2 separate regions of the Mus musculus genome follow, and region 1 is linked to region 2. Evidence: chromatin contacts called from public ChIA-PET data. All regions are on one chromosome and are shown on one strand. Each heading gives the region's core, a stretch centred on a gene start, on an enhancer-like site or on the middle of the called end of the contact. The rest is flanking DNA. Distances are from core to core; before and after follow the strand shown.

Evidence for each region. ChIA-PET counts read pairs in DNA pulled down with a chosen protein or histone mark.
Region 1: a contact with region 2 is called in an RNA polymerase II ChIA-PET map of memory CD8 T cells, with 39 read pairs. The contact joins the enhancer-like site here to the promoter of Ass1 in region 2. A contact is called at or near these places in 5 of 39 promoter capture datasets (the C10 cell line, cranial neural crest, hippocampal neurons and 2 more), 2 of 484 Hi-C or Micro-C datasets (bone marrow-derived macrophages and nephron progenitors), 2 of 115 datasets of contacts at active chromatin or transcription factors (embryonic stem cells and memory CD8 T cells) and 1 of 9 other capture datasets (embryonic stem cells).

The regions. Positions count from the first base shown.
Region 1 is chr2:31,725,814-31,731,778 of GRCm38.p6, forward strand. It overlaps a transcript of Abl1 not described here. Among named protein-coding and RNA genes, the nearest start is that of Abl1, 31 kb to the right of the region's middle. Within about 2 kb of position 1,583, at least 53 of the 459 cell types and tissues checked have an H3K27ac peak or open chromatin away from gene starts, as enhancers often do. A contact at or near this core is called in bone marrow-derived macrophages, memory CD8 T cells and pre-B cells, where this site is marked.
Region 2 is chr2:31,465,653-31,471,966 of GRCm38.p6, forward strand. Ass1 (argininosuccinate synthetase 1) reads left to right here and starts at 4,618. Exons shown (of 16, transcript NM_007494.3): 1 at 4,618-4,687.

The sequences.
Region 1 (5,965 bases), core at 333-2,832, 260 kb after region 2:
CAGCACTTGGGAGGCAGAGGCAGGCGGATTTCTGAGTTGGAGGCCAGCCTGGTCTGCAGAGTGAGTTCCAGGACAGCCAGGGCTATACAGAGAAACCCTGTCTTGAAACCCCCCCCAAAAAAATAATAATAAAAATAATTTAAAAAAAAGAATGTAAATAGTTTCATTTACAGACATTCCATGAGTGTCAGAAATTTATCAGGGTTGGGCCTGCTTAGTACCTGAGTAGAAGAAAGCCATGGTTTTAGCACGTGGGATGATGGAATATGAATTTAATGTGACCCTTAGAGTCAGATCCAGTGAGGTACAATGTCCTCTGCACTCTCAGGTTCATGTGCTTGTCTGAGGCATGGTAACTTAGTAGGGTTGTAGGTTTATATCCACCTTCTAGCTGTGCATAGAGAATTTACAGCGAAAAACAGAACCACACAGCTGTGGTGTGCACCTCAGAACTCTCTTGAGGAGAAAGTGGTCCAAAGTCAGCTACCCCTGTGCTTAACAGTCTCTTACTTATCAATTCTGTGCCTGTATTTCCTGCCTTTACCCAGCCCCCTGTTAAAAATGGTGTCCAGAGCCGGGCGTGGTGGCGAACGCCTTTAATCCCAGCACTCAGGAGGCAGAGGCAGGCAGATTTCTGAGTTCGAGGCCAGCCTGGTCTACAAAGTGAGTTCCAGGACAGCCAGGGCTACACAGAGAAACCCTGTCTCAAAAAACAAAAAACAAAACTAACTAACTAACTAACTAACTAAATAAATAAATAAATAAATAAATAAATGGTGTCCAGGTGTGTCTTGAGGGTGTCAGATCTTCTGACTAGGCCCTTTCCTGTTGGTGTTTTTCTCCAGAACTATAGTCTGTTCTGGCTAGTGACACTGTTTTGATTTTTTTTCCTTTTGTCTCTGTCCAGGGACCTTTTCTTTCATATAGCCACACAGGTGAAGGTGGGCACCCTCAACTTGAACTTGAGTGTTCCTTTCTCAGCACACAAACTATATGAGAGGCTCCGAGTATTCAAATCTTGCTCCCTGTGCTTACTCATCTCTTCTGCCTTGTGGCTTCCACATGGATGGTTGAATGGGAAGTTGATGTGGCTCTCTCAGGACTTGCACGAGGAAGTAAATACAAAGCCTCAGTATTTGGCCTCAGTCTAACTGTCTTCCTTCCTCCTTGCTCCCGCCCGTCTGTCTCAGTCATCAGTCTGTTGCCCCTTACCTCCAGGTCCGGTCTCCTTCAGCATGCTTTGATGTCAGGGCACTAGCTGTAAGCATAGCTTCTGTGCAGCCTGCCCGGTGCCAGGCTTTGCTAGCACAGGTGCTCACAGGATCCTACCAGGTCATAGTGGGAGAAGGGATTGTTCCCAGTGTGAACCCCAGGAGGACCACTGAGCTGCCGCACAGCTGGTACAGTACTGTATTGAGTCTTACACTCCAACACATCCTTTTCCCCAGACCATTCAGCCTCTGTCCCCAGCAGGCTGTGTGTTCCTAAAGAGGTCTGGGTCTGAGCTGTAGGCAGGAAGGAGACTCTGGCAAGGTCATAATCATTTCCTACTGCATGCCCTCAGCTTAGGCATACTAATTATGCTTCTGCCTTCTACTTCCTGCCCCAAAGACCTTTCTTCCTTCTGTGTCTCTTGGGTACCTACAGGTGTGTAATTTATGGAGATGAGTGCTGATGTGGGCAGGCTGAGGGCATGGGAAGGTTGGTTGGTTGGTTGGTTTTTACCTACATGCCACACCATGCAGGTCCCCTTGGGGAAGTGCCAGGTTTGCTGAGGGCCAGAGGGGATGAAGAGAGATAGATTGTGGGGAATGAAAGGTGGATGTAGGAGACTGCTTAAGATCGGCTGGTGTGACTGGTGTGTCGAACTCTGGAGGCCTTGAGGCACTGGCTGTTCTTTGTTATGTGGCAGCTTCCATGGGTGATGTAGGGCAGGAAAATCCTGGGTGTGCATATGTGAGTTACATAAGGAAGTGGGTGCAAGCTTGGGCTCTGGATTTCAGGTTGCTCAAAAGACAAATGTAAAACCTAAGAAAGCTGTCACACGCTGTTAGCTGAAGCCGCTTTTTGTTAGCTGCCAACCTCGTACACAAAGATTGTGGTTGGAACTGTTGCTGTGGTTTCTGTCTCTTGTCTGGACCCTGACATCATCTTGCCCCTTGAGTTCGTAGAACTGACGGCACTTGGGGTTGACTCTGCCTCCTCTTCTTTTTGAGCTCTGATGGTAGGAAAGGGCTGGGCCTGTCTTCTGTCATGTCTTCCCCTGCCATGCGCAGTAAATGTACCTGGCAACTTGTTCCAGCGGGGTTCTGAAGTCATTTTGCCAAGCCAAACAATGTTACTCTAAAAATATACTGTTTCAAAATTAGTCTTTAGTTTGGAAAGGTTGTTATACAATTAAGTAGAAAAGCTAACTCAGACATATATGGGTGGGAGGGGAGAGAAGCTTAATCAGAATCCAGACACTGAGTCCTCCCACTAAGAACCTTGCTCTGACTTTGGCCTGTGTAGGCCATTCCAGCTTTCCTTCCAAGGTTGTGGTTCTGGTTTTTGTTTTTTTTTGGGAGGGGGGTCTAAAATTACATTTACTCCTTACTTGTATGTGTGCGTGTGTGCTTCAGTGCACTTGTGGAGGTGCGAGGCCAATTGTGGGAATCTGTTCTCTCCTTCAATCATATGGGGTTTGGAGACTGAGCTTAGGTATTCAGGCTTGTCAGTAAGTGCAGTTACTGCTGAGCCATCTTGCCTCTCACTGGCTGGCCTAGTCAGGGTTCCTACTGCTGTAATAAAGCATCATGAGCAAAGAAAGCAACCTGGGGGGAAATAGTACTTGAACAGGAACTCCAACAGGGCAGGAACCTGGAGGCAGGAGCTGATGCAGAGGCCTGCTTTCTTACAGCACACAGGACTACCAGCCCAGGGGTAGTCCCCTCACAATGGGCCTGGCCCTCCATCATCAATCACTAGTTAAGAAAATGTCCCACAGACTTACCTGATCTTATGGAGGCATTTTCTCAATTGAGGCTTCCTTTTCTCCAGGAACTCTAGCTTGTGTCAAGTTGACATAGAACTAGCCAGCACACTGGCCCTCCTGGTTTGGTTTGGTGTGATTTTTGCTGTGGTGAATACTGCTAGAGTATGTCTTTTCCTTTCTCTTGTCCTGCTGCGTCACAGTGCAGTGCTAGCACTGCTAGACTGCTGCTCTGTTCTTGGTGAGACACAGACATTATGTTACTGGTTTTCTTTGTCCAGCACAGTCCTTGATTTTCTTAGCATCATGCACTTCAGTTCTCTGTGCATGTCTGTGCTTGGTGGGGGCTCTTGGATGAAACAGAACTTGCCCTGTGCTTCTCCCTCAGTAGCTGGCCTCTGTCTTGAGTCAGTGAAGAATGCAGCAGGCAGTGATTTTTGCTTCTGTCCCATTCCTAAAAGCAGCAGAGCCCTGTCATGGTCCCAAAAGCAGAAAGGACCTTGATCTTCCTCTCAGGTCAAAGTGCTTGCACTGCATAGAACAGGAGTCCTATATCCAGATGGGCTGTCTCCAGTCTTGAAGTCTACTCTAAGCTCCTGCTAGAGAAGACTTTGCAAGGAACTCTGTTTAGGACTCCCAGGAATTCTACAGTTGTCTAGCCCATGTTCAGCTTTCTAAGAATAGCAGTCATCTCATTCTCCTGGGCTTTGGGGACGGTCACACATTTTGCGTGCATATCTCTCTTTGGAGAAATTATGGCTCGTTAGAATTCAATCCCCTGTATCCATGTGATCTTACTCTGATGAGCTCAAGAGAAGCTGCGATTTTATGGCTGTCAGGCATGTTCTCCTGGGATTTCAGTGACCAGCATAGAGCATTTTGTTTTGTTTTGAGATAGTGATTCTTTGCAGTATTGTCTGGCTTCCAGGCTGTCCTCACAGAGACCATCCACCTGCCTCTTCCTCCTGAATGCTGGGGCTAAAGGTGTGTGCCACTGCCACTGTGGGCAAATTGAGGCAAAGGCTTCTGACCCAGATTCTAGGGTGGGTGTGAGAGGCATGAATTTCCATATATAGAAGCTCATCAAACTCCAGAAGAGTGGGAAAGGCTGGAGATTAGGTCTAAACCTGAAGAATATCAAAAATGGAACAAATTCTATAAATATCTACAGAGAAAAGACAGAGCAGACCTAGAGAGACCAGCAGGTAACTGTTGGTTTTTGTACAGTGAGAACAGACTAGACACAAACATTTAAGAAACCACACTTGGGCCGGGCATGGTGGTGAACGCCTTTAATCCCAGCACTCGGGAGGCAGAGGCAGGTGGATTTCTTAGTTCAAGGCCAGCCTGGTCTACAAAGTGAGTTCCAGGACAGCCAGAGCTATACAGAGAAACCCTGTCTCAAAAAACCAAAAAAAAAAAAAAAAAAAAAAAAAAAAAAAAAAAAAAAAAAAGAAAAGAAAAAAGAAAGAAAGAAAGAAAGAAAGAAACAACACTTAACCTAGAATTATAGAGCCATAAAGCCAACCTTTAAGATTGAGAGTGAGCCAGGCATAGTGGCACAGGTCTTTAATTCCAGTACTAGGGAGGCAGAGGCAGGCAGATTTTTATTAGTTCGAGGCCAGCCTGGTCTACATTATAAGTTCCAGGATAGCCAAAGATACATGGTGAGACCCTGTTGCAAATATACATGATATCAATCATATAAAAACAAAAAGAACTTACTGCAAAGAATCCATCATCAAAGGACATTTTCAATGGTGCATTTCAAGGGAAGTGAACACAAGAAGGAAGGGCTAACATTGAGGGAGACTGCCTGTGGACCTAGACTCGGTAGTGTGCCTGAAGGTCACACCTAATCATGCTTCCTTCCCATGGGAAAGCAGGCTACAGACAGCAGTGAGTGTGCTCCCAGGAGGCACACTGTGCCCTTTGGGCTCTCTTCTAGGATAAATGCTGTTCTGTTAGGACACAAAACCCTTAGCTGAGTCGCACAGCCTCTGGGGCTTTGTCTTTCCTAATGGGTCCTGTCCTCTTTGTTTGCAAATCTAGGTAGCACTGGACTTTGTGCCCTTCTGCAAGCCACAGGGCAGTCTGAGGCTTCAGATGCCACCAGAGAAGGTCTCTTCAGTTCCATGCATCAGCTTGATGCTCTTCCTTTTCCTTCAGCGTCTTCCTGCCGGTGCTGCTCCTTCTAGACCTCCAGTTCTAGCTTGGTCTCCAGAACATACCCGAGGCCGAAACCAGCTGCTTCCTGATCTTGCCTCCTGGACTTAGGAAGGAAGTGCTGAGTTGGGGGTTGGATTTAAGACATACTTTGAACAATAGTTACCTTCTGTTTCTACTGTGGTACCTGAAAAATTTGCACTCCAGCAGAAGTGATGATGTCATATGAAGTGGCAGGGGTTATCGTCATAGTAGACAGAGTTGCTAAGGCATAGAGAAGGTAAGGGGCTCGCCCGATGGCATCAGGTTGTAAGGCAGCAGGCTGTTCTGGGCTCCAGTCAGATATTCCCTAATAGCACCTTGCCTCCTCATAGAAACAGCTGATAGAATGCCCAGGCAGGCAGAAGCAGAGGCAGAGAGGCAGAGGCAGATGGATCTCTGTGACCAGGCCAGCCTGGTCTATATAAAGAGTTCTAGGACAGTCAAGGCTCTGAAGAGAGGCCCTGTCTCAAAAACCACCCCCCCCCCAAAGGAAATCAGGGACTGGAGAGATGGCTCAATGGTTAAGAGCACTGACTGCTTCCAAGAGGACTCAGGTTCAATTCCCAGCACCTACATGGTAGCTCACAACTGCCTGTAATTCCAAGATCTGACACCCTCACACAGACAAGCATGCAGGCAAAACACCAGTACATATAAAGAAAAATAAATAAATTATTTTTTTTAAAAGATTTATTTATTTATTATACGTAAGTACAATGTAGCTGTCTTCAGACACACCAGAAGAGGACATCAGATCAGATTACAGATGGTTGTGAGCCACCATGT
Region 2 (6,314 bases), core at 3,368-5,867:
GGAGCAATGGATGGCTCTGCACCTACTACATTGCATAGTCCTGAAGAAGAGTTTGGATGCCAGCACCCACATGACAAGCCGAGAATCCCCTCTCTGTAGCCCCAGTTCCAAGAGAGAGCTAGGGGATGTGAGAGGAGCACTCCCAGTGATAGAGGAAGATGTCTAACGAGAGAGGAGCACTTCCAGTAATAAAGGAGGACTACTAGTGAGGAGGACACCCAATGATAGAAGAGCATTCCCAGTAATAGAGGAGGCCTCCCACTGAGAGAGGAGGCCTCCCACTGAGAGAGGAGGACTCCCACAGGGAGAGGAGGACTCCCACTGAGAGAGGAGGACTCCCAGTGATAGAGGAGGCCTCCCACTGAGAGAGGAGGACTCCCACTGAGAGAGGAGGCCTCCCACTGAGAGAGGAGGACTCCCACAGGGAGAGGAGGACTCCCACTGAGAGAGGAGGCCTCTCACTGAGAGAGGAGGACTCCCAGTGATAGAGGAGGCCTCCCACTGAGAGAGGAGGCCTCCCACTGAGAGAGGAGGACTCCCACTGAGAGAGGAGGACTCCCACTGAGAGAGGAGGCCTCCCACTGAGAGAGGAGGCCTCCCACTGAGAGAGGAGGCCTCCCACTGAGAGAGGAGGACTCCCACTGAGAGAGGAGACTAGCTAGTGATAGTGGAGGATGCCCAGTGAGAGAGGAGGACTCACAGTGATAGAGGAGGACATGTGACACTCTCTTCTGGACTCTGCAGGAGGATCCACAATATATTGTACATATATTCACGGAGACATATACTCATGTGAGTGTATGTGTATATGTGTGTGTGTGTTTTTTTGTGTATTACTCATAAGTCCTAGGCTAGGCCCAAATTCACTGTATAACTTAGGTGGATCTTGAACTCCTGATCCTCCTACCCCCACCTCCCAAGGACCGAGTTTACAAGTATGAGCCACCATGAGTGGCTTGTGTGGTGCTGGGGACTGAATCCAGGGTTCCATGCATGCTAGTTGATCACTGTGCCTGAGCTACATCCTCAGGCCTGTAGCTGAAGGTATTTTATAAAACCCACCTTGTTCACTTTGGGGTCTTGCTACCTAGACAGCATTTCTTTGTCTTTTGAAACGGGGTTTCACAGTGTTGCCCTGCCCGTGCTCAAACTCAATTTTATCTGGTCTCCGTTTCCCAGGAAATGGGGACCACAGACCTATGCCACCAAACCCATCTTAGCCCACATGTTTAAAATATCATTGCCCAGAAGTCCATGTTCAACACAGGGAGCTTCCCGACTCTCAGGAGTGTCTACTTCAAGGCCTGAGCTCAGGTGGTAGTGCACTTGGCCGGGATGCACGAAGCCGTGAGTTCAATCCCCAGCACTGGCGAATGGACAAATAAATTAATGAAGTGTAGCTGGGTGATGCAGGTTGTAACTTCAACACTCAGAGGCAAAGGCAACAGAACCATGCAAATCCGAGTCCAGCCTGGGCTACGTGGAGAGTGCTAGGTTAGCCCAGAACTGTGTAATAGATCCCATTTCAACCCCATCCGCCAAGAGTATATACATTGTTGTTTCTTGGACACATCTCTAGTTTAAACTAGAGGCCTAAACTCCCCCATAGGGAAGACCACATCAGGATGTCAACTCCCACAGACTGAACCAACACATTTCATACATTTCTTGTTGCTTACACTGTAACAATTAATATTTTAAAAAATATTTTTAGGCTTTTTTTGTGTTAAGGAAAATTAAGAAGTTACAAAGAGATATAGAAACCCATCATATTCATGGACTGGAAAATGCAGTCTTGTCTGCTCGCCTAAGATGATATGTAGATTTATCTATATAGATTTGCAGGGAAGAGGGGTTTAGCCTTGGGTTTGGTTGTCAGGACCACATGCAAAGCACAACAGGTAGGGAACAGGAAGCTGGCCTCAAACTCACAAGGTAACCAAGGATGCCCTTGAACCTGATGCTCCTGCCTCTACCTCTCAAGTGTTGGGATTACAGGAGTGAACCACCCAGCTAGTCACATGATGCTAGTGATGGAGCAGGGAGCTTTGTGCATGCTGGGTAAGCTCTCTCCCAACTGAGCCCCAGCCCAGCCCAGCCCAGCCCAGCCCAGCCCAGCCCAGCCCAGCCCAGCCCAGCCCAGCCCCAGGAGACTTTTTACAGACTCTGACAGGCTGTTTCTGTTATTTTATGGAAATGCCAAGGACATGAACAAGTTAGCCAAACGGTCATTTCCTAAATTTCAAGACTCACTGTAAAGCTACTAGAATCAAGACATCGTAGAAGCAGCATGGTAAGAGATAAATAACATGACAGAACACAGGCGCAAGAAACAGACCCACACTAACACAGTCCTTTAGAGCAGTCGTAGGGGCAGTGATGAGTCACCAACTCCCCGTTTCTTTTATTTGTCCCTTAGGGGTTCACATGTGTCCCTGGTGCCCATGTGGGTGTCAAAGGACAACTTAAAGAAATGGGTTGGTCCTTAGCCTTGGTAACAAGGGCCTTCACCTGTTGAGCCATCTTGCTGGCCCATCCAAGACCTTTAAGAAGGGTGTGTGTGACCTGTTCTGGTTTGTACTTTCTGGAAGCTTCTGACCTCCTTATAGAGGAAGGGCCAGGGGACAAACTGGTTATGCAGGGAAATGAGAATGGAAATTGGAGCAAGAAAAGTCCTGTGGTCTGAGTAAACCAAAGATGTGGAGAGTGCGGGGGAGGTGAGGCTGCTCAGAAGCCAAGAGTTCAAGGCCAGCCTGGTCTACATAGCTCTTCTAGGCTAGCCAGGGATATATAGGAAAGTTGTTCTGTTTTGCTTTTTTAAATCGCTAACCTAGATTCTTAAGGAGCCCTGACCTTGTCGTAGGAAGGGGGAAAGGTGAAGTCAAAGGTCATGGTGACTCATTTCCAGGGGCAAACCCTCTTGGGTCATGTTCCACCCAATCCAGAAGTAGTTTGCAGAGTGAGGATGGGTGGGACTCAGTGTCCACCGTGAAGGTGGAGGAATGCAGAGAACATAGCTGGTCCAGGAGTCAGCTGGGCCCCTGCACTTCACCTCCACCTCTGGGGGCTCATAAGTCAACTGCTGGCAGTACTGGCCCCTCTATCCCCCTGCCTATGTGTCAGTCCTCTGGGCTGGAGTCATTTCTGTAGTAGGGGGTAAAGGTTCCCCCTGTTCGTGATTCCTGCCTGAACCAGTTCAGTTCAAACCTGAGTTAGAGCAGAGGCTTTTGGGCTTCGGGGCCCAAATTCTGCTATGCTCTGGGCATGCTGTGTGGCCTTGGGAAAGATGCACCCTCTCTCTGTGCATATATTTCATAAAGGTAAGATGGAAAGCTTCTGGGCCAGCCCTAAGAAGCCGAGTCAGCAAATGGGGACCAATGGCCTCAAAGTGGCTCAAAAGTTGCTGGCATGTTCTTTTCATTGACCTCACTAGTCTCCTGTCTGTGAGGAAGGTCCAGAGCTGGTCCAGTGACGCCCGAAGGTCAGCTGTTCTAGTGTCACTTAGCAGAGAGATGCCTCAGGCTGTCCCCTGGACGTCCGTCCCCACCTGGCTCTCTGGAGTTTCTAACCAGCATGGGCTACGTTTAGCTTGGAGGACAGGGCCAGGAGCACAAAAGAATCCTGCAGCTAAAGTTTGTAAATGTGTCTGGCACCTTCTCCCTCCTAGAAGCCCCCACAGCTGCTGTTTCTGACCTTGAACAAAAATCAGGAGACCGAGTAAGGGGCTTGGCTGGACCCCAGAGGGCACCCAGAGTCTCAGGGCAAGGCAGTAGTAAGGAAAGCTGGGTAAAACATGGGCATGGAGCCGTCTGAGGCTTGGAATCTAGGCCTGCCTGGGGGATATGATCTTGCCGTAATCCTGGGTGTTGAGGTTCACTGGGGCAGGGGCTGTCCTGTGTGTTGCAGGGCTCAGGCCAGGCTGGGAAGCCTCTGGCACGGCTTTCTGGCTCATGTGGGCCACAACCCCCGGGTTCACTTTACAAGCCAGCAGCTTCACCTCTGTGAACCTCAACCTTCCCCATCTTCTGATGGCTCAGCAGACAGCCAGGCTTTGATTCACCATTTACTGGGAGCCCACGGCGATCTGGGCAGGTGCCAGGCCAGGACGTTAAAATGGCATCCCCAGCCATCCTTGGCCAACTCGTTTGCATTTTCTTGTGAACCCTTAGCTCTGGCTTGTGGGCTAGCATCAGGGAAAGCAAGAGCCTCTGAGGGGCAGATGCTTCAGTCTTTAAATCGAGTGGGGCTACACAGCCTCTGAACCTAAGCAATTTGCATCTTCACTCCCGCCTTGCAGCGCTTTCAAGGGTTCTTGCAAGACAGCTGCGATCAGCCTTGCTAGTCACGCGGGTTCCAACCTCTGCCGCCCTCCCAGGCGCCACCAGCGGGTCAGGATCAGGGGACCTAAATTGCAAGAGCCCACGCCCGTGCGCCCCCGGGAGGTGGTGCGGGCGCCAAGGGAAGAGGGAGGGGCCAGCGGGAGAGAGCGCGGGGCCACGCCCACCCGCAGGTGGCCTCGAGCCCTGAGAGGCTCGGAGCGGGGGCCGGGCCCGAGGGCGGGGCCTTTCTCGCGCCCGTCCCCACGTGTCCCAGGTTCCTGCCCCCCCCAGGCCCTGTGCTTATAACCCTGGATGCGCGCCTCTCTCAGCCCTGCTCCGCCGTCTGCCACTGCCGCCTGGGCTCACTGGTAAGAAGTTCCGGGCCCTTCTTGGTCCCCACTCTCTATCCAGGGTCTCATGACCAAGGAATCCCAGAGGGAGCGAGCAGCTGCAGGGGGTGGGCTCAGGGCAGCCCCCGAGTGACCGCGCAGTTAGTGGAAGGAAGGAGGCTGATGTCCGGGGCGCTGTGACGCACACGTTCCTCCTGCCTAGGGAACCCATGTAGGAGAACGGGTCCCAAGGTCTCCGGAGCAGGAGGACTATGGAGGTCCCCCTCTGGTTTTTCACGATCCTCTGTGTGCTGCGAAGGCTCCAAGTAGAGTCCCGGAGAGTCCAGAGGGTTGGGGGCTTCCGAATCCCTCTCCCTGGATCAGATTCGCCGATCTATGTTCAGGCTTGTTTCTCAAAGTAAGCAAAAGGTCCAGCCCCTCTTTGCCCTTAGGGGCTTGGGCGTGTGCCTTTCTCCTGAGTGTGACAGTACCCTGCTCTGGTGGACACGCGAACCCTGCCTACCCGTCCCGGGTCCTTCCTAGGCTGTGACTGGTTTCTCTTCTCCGTAGGGTGCAATGCCAGGCTCAGTCTGGGTGGGGCTTCTAGACAGGTTTCCTGCTAGCTGGCTGGCTCTTTGGGAGGAGCCCCTTCGCAGGAAATGTCTGTTTCTGGCTTGTTAACGGCTTGGGCCCTTCTCTGGAAGGCAGGCTAACCGAGAAATCGAGGGAAATCTTCTCCAGGAGAACTAACCGCGCTCTCAGTATTCCCCTCTGTGAAGTGGGTCTGTCAGGCTGTCTGCAAGTGCAGCTGGCAGGAGCAGACCTGCCCTTTCCCCAGGGGTAGAGTAGGAAAACCCTTCCTTTGATCCCTCGCTTTGCGGCTCCTCCACCTGGCAGGTGACCCCTGACGTCAGCCTCCCAGCTCCAGGGCTGCCAGCCTTGTGCCTGGACTCAGAACTCTTGCTGTCCAAGAGTTCAAGTTCAGTGAGCTGTTTTGAGAACTGTGGCCAGGGTCTGCCCACTTGCTCACTGGGTCTGGGATGAAGACCTGAAAAGACAGGGTCCCGTCCCCCCCCCCCCCCCGCAACCCTCCCCAGCCACCTACTCCCCCACTCCTCCACCCCCTCCCCCGCCCCAGACAAGGCTTTCAGAAGGAAGAAGACAGTGGAGAAACCTAAGAGCTGGGCTGGGCAGAGACTGGAATAGCCTCCATTTCAAACTCCCCCTACCCTCTCCCCCTCCCACCATAAACCAGCCAAGTCTGGGAGCATTGGAAGGGCCTCAGGGCTGCCCAAGGAATTCTGACTTTACCCAGTGCCCATGGAGTCCATAAATGAAGGGCAACTTCTGTCCACTACCCACCTCCTCCACGCACATAGTAGGACAGAACAGCTCTTAGCACCCTTGGTCAAGTGTGCCCCTCACCCCAGCTGCCTGCCTGCTCTGAGCTGAGGAAGTCAGACACTCCAGGAGCCTTGGGGTGGAGCCACGCCCCGGCCCACCTGCTGCATTTTCTCAGGGCCCATCTCATTGACCTTGGACGCCCCTAGGTCAGCCAGATCCCTCCACCAGGCTGTGAACACACTGCTTCTGGAGTGAGTGCCTTCCTTGCGGGCAGCCCTGCAGGAAGAGATACCTTGCTGAACTCTGGGTCTGAGGCATCGGT